Regions from separate parts of the Oryzias latipes genome. Here region 2 is linked to region 1. The links are chromatin contacts, called in public Hi-C maps. All regions are on one chromosome and are shown on one strand. The core of a region is the stretch at or near the end of the contact, and the rest is flanking DNA. Distances in the headings are between cores, read along the strand shown. Region 1 holds the start of LOC101164994 (5-hydroxytryptamine receptor 3A-like). Region 2 overlaps LOC101173164 (neural cell adhesion molecule 1).

What was found. Hi-C and Micro-C count contacts between places; a contact is called where the count stands out from the background.
Region 2: a Hi-C map of embryo shows a contact between it and region 1, with 3 times the contacts expected there. The contact joins the enhancer-like site here to the promoter of LOC101164994 in region 1. A contact is called at or near these places in 4 of 5 Hi-C or Micro-C datasets (embryo, fibroblasts and gastrula embryo).

What each region holds. Positions count from the first base shown.
Region 1 is chr14:25,292,336-25,297,903 of ASM223467v1, reverse strand. It overlaps LOC101164994 (5-hydroxytryptamine receptor 3A-like), which reads right to left and starts at 3,508. Exons shown (of 9, transcript XM_023962802.1): 1 at 3,472-3,508; 2 at 1,673-1,857; 3 at 652-696; 4 at 392-501; 5 at 138-307. The coding sequence starts at 3,508. It overlaps htr3b (5-hydroxytryptamine receptor 3B), which reads right to left. Exons shown (of 8, transcript XM_023962756.1): 8 at 5,292-5,568.
Region 2 is chr14:25,503,443-25,509,010 of ASM223467v1, reverse strand. LOC101173164 (neural cell adhesion molecule 1) reads left to right here. Exons shown (of 20, transcript XM_023962560.1): 20 at 1-1,501. Among protein-coding and RNA genes, the nearest start is that of zbtb16, 37 kb to the right of the region's middle. Within about 2 kb of position 3,355, at least 4 of the 8 cell types and tissues checked have an H3K27ac peak or open chromatin away from gene starts, as enhancers often do. A contact at or near this core is called in embryo and gastrula embryo, where this site is marked.

The DNA.
Region 1 (5,568 bases), core at 2,259-4,758:
CTCCTAACTTGCCTTTTTGTGTTGCAAACGCATAAATTCCAATCACTTGTGGTACAATTTTACCTTTAACTGTGCTCATTTTTAAACAACAAAAGCATCTCCTGAGCCACTAATTCAGTTAATAAAGACCTCCTTACTGGTATGCAGCCAGCTTTGGAAGGTGAGGCTGCATTTCTGGACATCAAACGGGAAGTTGTAGATATTGAGAGTGCAGGCTGTGACAACTTGGATGGGCTTGTAGTTTCGCACCAGCCCATCGTGTGTGACATAGACGTAAGGGATGTCTGGAGACTTCCCCACATCCACGCTGGAGATAACAGACACAAGTGACAACAGCGATGCTGGGAGGAACAAAGCGAAAGGCTCACAAACCATTAACAATTACTCTTACAACTCGTTGATGAGGATGTCGGGGACCCACACGTTAGCTGTGGGAAGAGAAACTTGTTTGACTTCCTCAAAATCCTCCGGATTCCACACCAGGAATTCATCCGTCCACGACTGCAATAATCAACATCAAAGAAAGGTGCTTGAAAAATGTAAAAAAGAGGTAATGCATCAATGTTTTATTGAGGAATGTCGCTACTATTTAGATCGACAAAATGACAAATTGCTCATCATATGAATATCTGAATCGCTCATCCTTCTTACTTGTCTGTACCACACGTATGTTGTCAAAACCTGGTTCTTCTCATCCTTTAGAGGAAAACATGAAGAAATCAGAGTCACTGAAAACACATAATTTGATGCAAGATATCAGGTTGCTGGTGGCTGGTCTGGTCATTGAATAAATAACCATTAACCCTTAGAAGTCCGGGGTCTTTTTAAAGTTTTTGGCTTCACAATTTGCTCTGTTAATATTTAGTCAAAACCCCAGATTCTTGTTTTTTTTATATATATATATATATATATATAATTATAGTTTTCCTTTCATAACACGATTCCACAAAGAAACTGAAACTGCCCAAAAATCTCACTTGTCAATTTGGATTGAAATATTTTTATGTTGTCTAACAAAGATCAAACATGATGAGACAAACTAAAAATGTATAAAGCTTAAATCAAAACCAAGACAAATTCAAAACGATGTGAAAATTGTCTAAATAAATCACTGAACTACAGCTTATTCAATGTTCTAAAGGTTTATTCAAAGGGTGTCATAAAAATGTGTCATAGCTCTTTTTATGTTGGGCTTTAACCAAAGGTTTCAAAATAGAAACTCTTTAAAATCTTTACGCTAAATTTGTGAATGTAAACTGTCTATAGCTGAAACCAATGTAAGATGCTATTGGAAAACTCACATGTGAGGACAAAGACTGCTAAGGGTTAAAGTTTTTCAAACACAAAAGTACTATTTTGCCAGCATAGATGCGAAACATGGTGAGCTTAGATTACGTATTTATTAAGGTATGTGTTTATTTAGAACTGATCAAATAAATACACATAGGTGCAACGATAATTCACTATATATGCAAAGTTCAAAAACAGCCAAAGTCCAAAACCCTTTTTCAATTCAGTCCAAACTCCAGTTTATATAAACCGCAGTTTTACAGAATTACATTAAATAAAGACTAAAACGCTCTAGTTACAAAATGACATCAAAGATGCAAATGTGTAAAGCTAGTGTGCAACCACCAGCACTGATTAAAGACATGCATGAGTTCCAACTCACCACGTTGAGAATGGAGTAAACCATGAGGTCTATAGCAACGATGGTGGACGTCCTCCAGTCCTTTACCGGCCTCACGCCTTTCTTATATCCTGAACTCAGAAACTCAGACAGACGCACCAAAGTAGCGTTGGCAAACCGTCCGCTGCTGCTGCTGCTGCTGCTGCTGCTGCTGCCCAGTTTTTTTGCTGAAAAGACACAAAAGGGGTTAAGCGTTTGCTTTGACATACTTTATTCATAAGCAAAAGAGTGGGTCATTATTTTGTTAAAGAAGGTTCAACTACATGAAGAATTGACAGACTTTGGTCTTCTGATTGGATTTTCAAAACTAGTGCATATTCATGTAAAAATGTCATCAAATGTCTTTATTTTCTGTTTTTCCAAATTATGTTATTGAAATTTGACATGTAGCACACAAAGTTTGGAAAACCAACCAATAAACAACACAAATCACAACAGCAAAAGCAGACCTCAGCAACTAAAATACAAAACATCCAAACGCATAAAGATGCTTCTATTGTCTGTCCAGTCTGGATCAGTTCACTGTAATGATGTTATCATTTTCAAACAATCCCACAAATATTTTTTTGAAAATGTTAATAATGGCTTCAAAATTTCTAAGGTGACGATCGTAGAAATAGAAGTTTTCTGTGTTTGAGGCATTGCAACTTAATAATCCCATTGTAGCCTTCATAGCCAACATCTGTAGACATCTTATAACATTTTTGTTCAGTTTCAGAGAATCTGTTACTAGTTGCCGAAACTGGAGTAAAGTCTGTCCTACGGTCAAATTAAGTTCTTTGCTTTCTAAGAGAAACCAATAGCCTTAAATTACCATAAGCAGTGAAATCAGGTCCGGAGTTATGATCGACATTTAGGGCGGTTTGGTGAATTTCCTGGATTTCATTTGCAATATATGCAGGAAGGGATAGAAACATTTTGTAGAATATTTTATTGCACCTTTTTATTTTTGTTACATAAAGATTTCTTCCCATGAGTCGGGCTACAGTTGATTTAAATACCCAGCTCTTAAAAACTTGATCTTAATTCAATGTTTGCAGCTCAGAATAAAATCTTGATTTTAAAAAAAAATGCCCACGTTCTTGGTGGCAATCCTCTGAAAGCTCCAAATGTTTTATTTGTCTTAACCTAATAAAATGTCTTCGTTTTTAGTTGTTCAATTCTGCTCTTTTTGACTTTATCGCATCAAGCACTTAAGCCTTATCAGCATCTTAAACTGAAGCGTGTTATTGGAACAGGTCTATTAAAAGCAGTGCTGTTTTTTTAGTCTGGTAATCTACAAACAAGCAAGACATTTATGTTACTCTGATAAATGTTGACACAAAATACATGCTGCCGACTCAACTGAAATGATCCAATAATGCCACTTGCTTAGTGGTTGAAAAGCTTTCATAAAGAACTTTAATTTAAAAGTGAAGATGCTTTTATATCTAGAATAAGCTAAAAACATCACAGAACGTTTGCAAGTAAAATAAAAAATCAGAAGTTCCTGTACCTGTGCATGCTCTTAATGCTCCATCAATCAGAATGAAAAGAAGCAATGCCCAGGCGGATGAGGGTCTCATGGCTCTGGTCCACCTCTGTTTTCTGTTCAAAGTCACTCTGATGAAAGGCCACGGGATCCTTAACACACCCGTCGACTATATGCATCACTTCACCCTCATCCACGATGAGATCTTGTTAGTGTCAATCGGGTCAAGAGGGAGCATCAATCTGCCGCGACGCCACTCCTCCTCGTTCAGTAAAGCAGCAGCTGACTGTGATAAGTGGAGCGGAAAAACCACAGACGCTCTCCCAGGGCTGCTGAGAGTGGATCATGTTTCCCATCTGAGAAATGATTTCATTAAGTAATGCAACATCACTAGAAGGGCATGACAGTGATAGTCAATTAAAAAGCTATTAGGCAGGATGTCGTCTCACCTGCAGATGGAAGTCTGAGTAAACATTGACGTCTTTTCACTGTTTTAGTTGTTTGTAGATGTCTGTACGTAAATATAACCAAAGTCTTGTAAAAGTAAATGGTCTGAACTAAAATCAACAGAGCATTTTGATGATTATTTCCAAATGCCTCAGAAAGCATCAATCAAAAGGGACCATAATGTAACTGTCTAATACATATGTGTGCATGTTTGACAAAAAGGTGTAAAGACATTAACCTATGGTATTCTCTGAATCTCACTGGTCTTTCTACTGATGTGAGAAGGACACTGACCCCCCCCCCCCCCCCCCCCCCATTACTGTAGTTTTCATTCAAAATTCAATGAAGGCTTCAAAGAGTTTTTAGCTTTAAGATGTTTGTCATAACAAAGCGATACTAAGAGTTATGACTCATAATACTGACACTCATTTGAATAAACCCTTGGAACACTGAAAAACCTGTAGTTCAGTGGAGCTTCGCCTGTTTTTTTTGTTTTTTTTACCTTTTCTTTGCTTTGGTTCTAGATTTATACATTTTTAATTTGTCTCTACACATTTAATCTTAGTTATATAACACAAAACAGTTTGTTTTTTGCAGTGGAAAATGACAAAAGTTACAACTCAGAATTGTGGTGTTTTTGTTTTTTTACAGCTTATTGTGGAGTTTTTGTGTAATTAAAAAAAAATATATAGATATATGTATATTGTTCTGATTGTATAAGTATTGTTTCGCAACCCATTCTTTAACAGTAATCCGACATTAAAAATACTAAATTCACCTCATTGTTTGGAGTCTCACTCAAAAGAAAGCCAACAATCACTTGGCTGAAAAAAGTACCAGGAGTTAATTAAGAGTCAAGTGCAGTAAAAAAAACAAAAAAAACAACATTTTATCACTTTCTAGACTAGATTTCTTATTGTGCTCATATATTTTTTTAGTACGTGTTATAAAAAAAGACCTTAAACAGTTTAGTTTTCAGGGAAAATGTTATTTTACTTGTTCCATGGATTCTCAATCCTGTTTTATGGTGATTTACATAAAACATCAATTAAATGCATAAAAACTAGCATTGTAATGGTGTAGTCTTAAAACATGTAACTTCTAAGATATTTGTATTATATGTTTTCTGTGATGCATGTCTGATATTCATGTATTCAGAGTTGAGCTCAAAACACTGCTGTGTTTTGTGGCAATAAATGATAATAATCGAAATACTATCATCATCACCATCAGAACAACAGTTTGATTTCTCCAGAGAAATGTCTCCTGGACAGTTTCAGCTATTAGAATTTTTATTACCAGGAAACATGACAGACCTTTGTTGGGCTGATGTTACCTAACAGAAATAAACTGTTATGGAAACATAATTTGAGATATTAAGCGTAAATGTAATTTGTGATTTTTTGTTATCATAGTGTGTAGCTACACAAATGGATAAAAATATAGTAATAAGAAATAAAGGAATTCACGCAATGACTTAAATAATCACTTTTTTGTTCTGTCTCTTTGATTACATTTAAAACTTCATTCATGTCAGCTTCTTACATTTATCATCAGGAAAAAAAACAATTTAAAAGATTTATCTGTCTTGAAGGAATTTGTTTTCAGTACATTTTTGTTTAGTATTTTTTTCTGTTCAATTTTTAAAAACAATGTAGATCATTTAACTATTTTTTTTTAAATGTGTGAACGTGTTCCTTACTATCAATCAAAGGAAAAATATAATAGTTTTTACATTCAACATTAACTCTTAATCTATTACCACAGAGATTTTCAGATACACTCTGTATGGAATGTTTCTTCTTAAAGTCACCGTGTTGTTCTTTTGTCTCCAGGTAGTTCGGAGCTTGTGTTTGTTTTTGCAGGATGAACTTTTGACCAATTAGGCTCATACCAGGTGGACATGCATGGTGCGGTGTGTTGGTTGGAATGTTCATGGAACCTCTCACTCTGTGCAAAT
Region 2 (5,568 bases), core at 2,106-4,605, 210 kb before region 1:
TTTTATTCTAACTCTTTAAGTATTTGTTTTGTAAAAAGACGGTCTGATCAAAAACTGAACCAATCCTAGAGTTGTAAAGTTTGAGGAACTGATATTGTCTCAGTGCCTTTTTACCAGAATATTTGGCCTCTCTTGTGAAATAAGCCGGTGGGTTTCAGAGATTTAAATGAAAGTCTCTTTTTACGCTTAAAGACTCCAAATCCTCGATATGATGCAGTCTGAGAGTAAAAACAAACAAAATGGAAATTCGTTTCGACCATCTTTTTTTCTTCTTTTGTACAGTGTTTCTTCTACTTTAGACAGCAGGCTAGTACACTGTGAAGAGTGAATCCACTGTGTCCTTAGATGAGGAGGTAGTTGAGAAAAGTGGTAGCTGGTAGCAGTCCTTAAACGGGACGAGTCCAACAGCAGCAAACTGGTGCCTTGGAATAAGAAAGTAGCGGGGTGCGTTCCATTCCTCTAAATCTGCTTTTAGCTGTGTCACATTTTTCTGCCAAGATTTCCTCTCACGACATTCACAGCTGTAAATTTAGCAAAGCTTTGTCTTAACGGTGGTGTTTTCTGAATGACTATCAATGTACTCTTTGTGAATTTTTTTTTTTTGTTTTGGTTCTTGAATATGAAGGTTTAGCCATCACCTATGTTGTGGTAAATGTTGCACACACACAAAGGTTGATTTTTGGATATTAAAATACACTTTTCAAATCACAGTTCAGTCATGTGACATTACAAACCACATAGCAGCATTTGAACAAGAGCTTTCTGGTTGCAACTCCTTCAAAGACGGTGACTCTTTGCTCAGGTCCCAAACAAAGTGTGGATATTTTTGCAATGGGAAATGTTCTGAAGGCTCTGTGATTTTGTGATCTATCGACAAGGTGTTGTGTAACGTGTCCTGTTTCTCCGACTTTCTTTTCAAAATAAAATAAATGGGAACTGTTCTAAGCACACAGACATGTCTTTGCCTGAAAAATGGTGTGGTAGCAAACCAACATGTGGACGATCCTTCAAAAAAAAATTGGTCTGAAATTGCCATGTATGTATGTGTTTAGTTTCTTGAAGCTGAACATTTATTATGCATATTTTATGCCTGAAGGACGTCGGGTTCTGGCCCGATGTTTCATACAAATGCAAGAACGACACAAAAAGCCTTTTTTTCTTTCTTTCCTACTCCAATACTTGATGTAGTCATGAAAAAAACATGTAGAGTCTTAGTTGTTTTTTGTTTTTTTTTATTAGTTTGGCGGTGTTCAAAGCAGTGTGTAGCATCCATGCTTTTCATTCTGAGTCACACAGGAGCCTTGAACCTCCACCACCAGCAGCTGGCCGCTGTCATTGATGCGCAGATGGAAGCGACAGCTCCCGCCCTGCTGGTTGGAAACATCTCTGTCCGCCTATCTTCTTTGTCTCTGGTGTAAATACTGAACACTAATTGAGGAAATAAACCCATTTGGGCTCTGCCAGAATTATTTCTGTTCAATAAAGTAAAAAAAAAAAAGAACTTTGGGTTGTTAAGTTTTTCTTTTTTGACAAATGTGGATTTAAAATACTATAATTTCTTAGTAGTATTGCCTTATTTTATGTAATGTGTTAAAAGTACATATAAAACCTCTGTAGTATCATTATGTTTACTGCAGAAAAGAGTTATTTGAATAATACTTATAGATGGATACATGGAGAATAAAGTTGGAAATGGAAGATTTAGTGGAACAGCAAACTGTATTAAAATTAAGAATAGAAGAGCTAACAAATGTTATTTGTTTTTTAAAATTTTGCTCACACTGCTTTAGAGCGAAGATGTTTTTTTCTCTACCAGGGTAAAAATTTGGAATTCCCAAGGAAAAGTTAGTGAAAAATGCCCCCTGCTGATCCAAAATGGTTCAGAGTTCTGATAGGAATCAGCAGGAGGTTTGAAATTCTTTTACAGCTGAAAAGAGAAGAATTCACATGTAAACTTAATCACATTGTGCTCCTTTTTTTTTTCTTCTAAATAGTTGTTAGATTTTCAGAGTAAAGGTTGATGATGCAAACATGTTTGCAAATACTTCTAAGAAAATATACAAAACACGAATGTTCAGATCTGCTGCCCTAAAAGACCCTCTGTGCAAAAGAATTGAATGTATGATCAATTTTAGAACAAAAAATAGAACATCTCCCCACGTTCTACAAATAGAAACAGCATTTTTACTCAAGGAGAGGCGACAAGAAGCGAAATATTATCCCACTTGATGCATTAAACACAAGCAAAAGTAGGACGTTTCTACACAGCTCTTTTGGGGCTGATTAGTTGTTGATGTGCACTCATATTTTGCCTGTTCGTGTTCTAGAATCCCTTTTCCGAGAGTTAAAAAGAAATAGTTTCAAAATAAAACCACAGCACATAGAGGGAAAAAAGAAGCACACAAGCTCTGTTGTCAGGCATTAATCTTCCACAAATGCTGCATTTCCGCTCACATACCGCTAGAGGGCAGCATGACTCCAGCCTTTTTACAGGCTTAATACGACCTCCCAAACCTATTTTAAACATAGAAAATGGAATTGAACAGTTATATATACATATATTTCGAAATATAAAAATATGCTTTTGATTACAATGCAACTCCTCGGTGGCATTTTAAGTAATCACTCAAGTGGATTTTTATTTATTTAGTAGGAAGAAAAAGTTAAAAGTTGGAGGAAAAAGATGACTTTCAGAAAATTAATCTTTTTTTCCATAATGCATTAGAAAGATGTTAATAATAAATACCAGAAATGAAAAGTTAAGCAAAAAGTTGTGCAAACTCTTTATGAGCTGACATCATTTTTCACTCTGAAGATTTAAAAAAAACAGTAAAAGGTTAAATGTTTTATGGATTGTAGAGTTCAAAAAAGCTTTTATCGTTGCCGGCCTGATTGTCTATCTGGTTAAAACTAATTACTCTGCAATACCAGTCTTTGCTTTCAAGTTTTTAAAGTAGAAAAACAGGAATTTGTTAGAAAAGGACAATGGATTTGGACTTTACAGCCCAAACTTTTTTCTTTTAATTTTATCTTCTTATTTCAAAAAAATATATCTTCATAATGGTTCTATGTTTAAAGCATCTGCTGGGTTTCATTCCAGATCTTTATTTTCCTTCTTTTTCTTTGTTTTCAGTGTAGAACAAACACTGAATACATTTACATAAAAGTGCAGCGCTGCTCTGATTCACAAATCAGATTCTCCTATGGGTCAGAAGAAGAGAACAATCCCAAATCAGCCCTTCAAAGCTCCGTGTCATTCCCCTGCAGACGCCATTTCGCCTCTCCGCCACTCTCGTCCCCTCAGCTCTGCACACACAAGATTAGGCTCCTTTTCAGGGGATCTGTCCCTCCCCCGTTCAATAACAATAGTCCACTTTGGTTCCCTTTGGCTCTGGGTTGATGTTACACAGTGATAACTAAAGGCCCTCAATTCAGGCCTGTAGTTATTACCTGCTTGGACACAGACTGCCGCCTTTGTGCTGCGGCGAGTGAAGGAACAGGTTTCTGCGCAGCTCTGAGCTCAAACCTGTTCACCTTTGAGAACAGTCGCAGATTTTCCGGACGGATTCTTGTTTCCAACCAAAAATACCCAGCAAGGGTGTGGATGGGATCTGTACGTGGGAGGGGGCTCTTGGTATTCAATATGGCTGATTGTAATAGGCTGGGACACCTTTCAGTCAAGCAAAAGAAGGAAGAAAACAGGCCCGGTGCACCCACCCGAGCATTTTCTGTGTTCACCCTGTCCGGGGTCAAGAGGCTGCTAGAGGCGATCCCAGCTGTCATCAGAAGAGCGAGGGGCGGGGCTCTTCTTCTCACACTCCAATCTGCAATTCATTTAGGATCTTTGACTCCATAATATTCTCTGAAATGAGTCCCAGAACCTCCTGTCAGTGTTAATGACTGTTTTTGGTTGTTTTTTATAACAGGATGTTCCTGTTAATGTTCAGTTAATTCAAAAGCGAAATAATTTGAACATGCAGGAGACTGGATTTTTCTCACCAAATGTTGTTTCACAATAAGGAGCCAAACTTTCTCGCTCCCCTTTGCAAACAACCAAACATGTGCAAAAGGACGTCGACTAAGAAAATTACCTAAAAGTAGTGAAATAATCTGTACAAGCAGCAAGTTATTATTTCTTAACAGGAAATCTCAAAATTTAGCAACGAGTTCCAAACAAGCATTCAAAAAGATAACATAAGTTAACTGTTAAGTAAAGATAGCGAACTGCTGAATATCGTAACGTTTTTTTATTTTATTTTGCTTGTTCTTAGATTTTTATGTATCTTTTGAGTTTTTGATCACCTAAGTGTAGTTTATCTTGATTACAGTCACAAAAAAAACAGTGTATTAAGTAGAAATTATATTTTTTGAACAAACTAAATGAACTACATGAAAATACCGTTTGGTCCATCTTCATAAATCCTCAGCAAACACTAACACTTCTTTGAACATAAATCTACATATTTTGTTTCAAAAATAATGACAACCTTTGAAATTACATTCTTAAAGTTGAACCAAAAATGCAATTTGAGTTTTTTTCTATTTTTAAGAGTTTAGAACAAAAGGATTTTGACTCATTTTTTAAAGTAATTTCCTTATTTCTAGGTTAAAGCTCTAAGTGTGAAAAAAAAAAAAGCTTGTAGAGCAAAAGAAGGTATTGAATTAATAGAATTTGTTTCGGTAAAATATATTAAGATAGGCTTTGAAGTTCTGCCCTTTAAAAACAAAATATAATCTTGAAATTATCTATAAACACTAATTTCTAGTTTTTTTGCTCTGATCAATGGAAATATTATGTCGTAAAATAAGTGTGCATTGTTAAAAAAAAGTTTAATATCTTAAAAATAGGTTTATTTATATACATACATGTTTTTGCCCCCAAAAATATCCTCGAACTATTTTTATTTCTAGACCAGTTCAATTATGTTTAAGTATAATATTTTTACAAGTAAGAGTACAAGTATAATAAGACACATTTTAATATAAAGTTATCAAATTATAATAAACTAGTTTCATTAGAGATCAAATAACTCAACAAAATATTCAAGAGTTATTGTCTTATTTATTGTCTGATATTAGGTGTAAAAGATAAAAAACTTGATAAAAAAATAATAATGATTAATTGACTTAATAAATTGATTCATATCTAACCAAATTTCAAAATTCACATTACTTTATTTCTATAGCAACCTTTTACTATAAAGAAAACAGCTCAAGGTGCTGTACATAAAAACCAACAAGAATGCAAAAAATATTTAAATAGACGCCTCATAATAAAATACACAAAAACAAGCACAAGTAAAAGAGAAATGACTACAAAATAAAAATAAAAACCTTAAGAAGAGGGAACCAAGAAGGCCCCAGATCGATCTGTCTGAGGAAAGTTGTTTATCGTATCAAAAATGAAACAAATTGATTATATTAATAGTGAGAAGTACCATTTGGAGCAATCCATCGTTTCAGTCCAACGTGTGGAAAGACTTTAAATGTCATGTGACCATACAGTGTTGTAGAATGTTCTAATAATGTTCCCTTTGGATTATTTGGATGTGGGCCAAACTTGGGGAA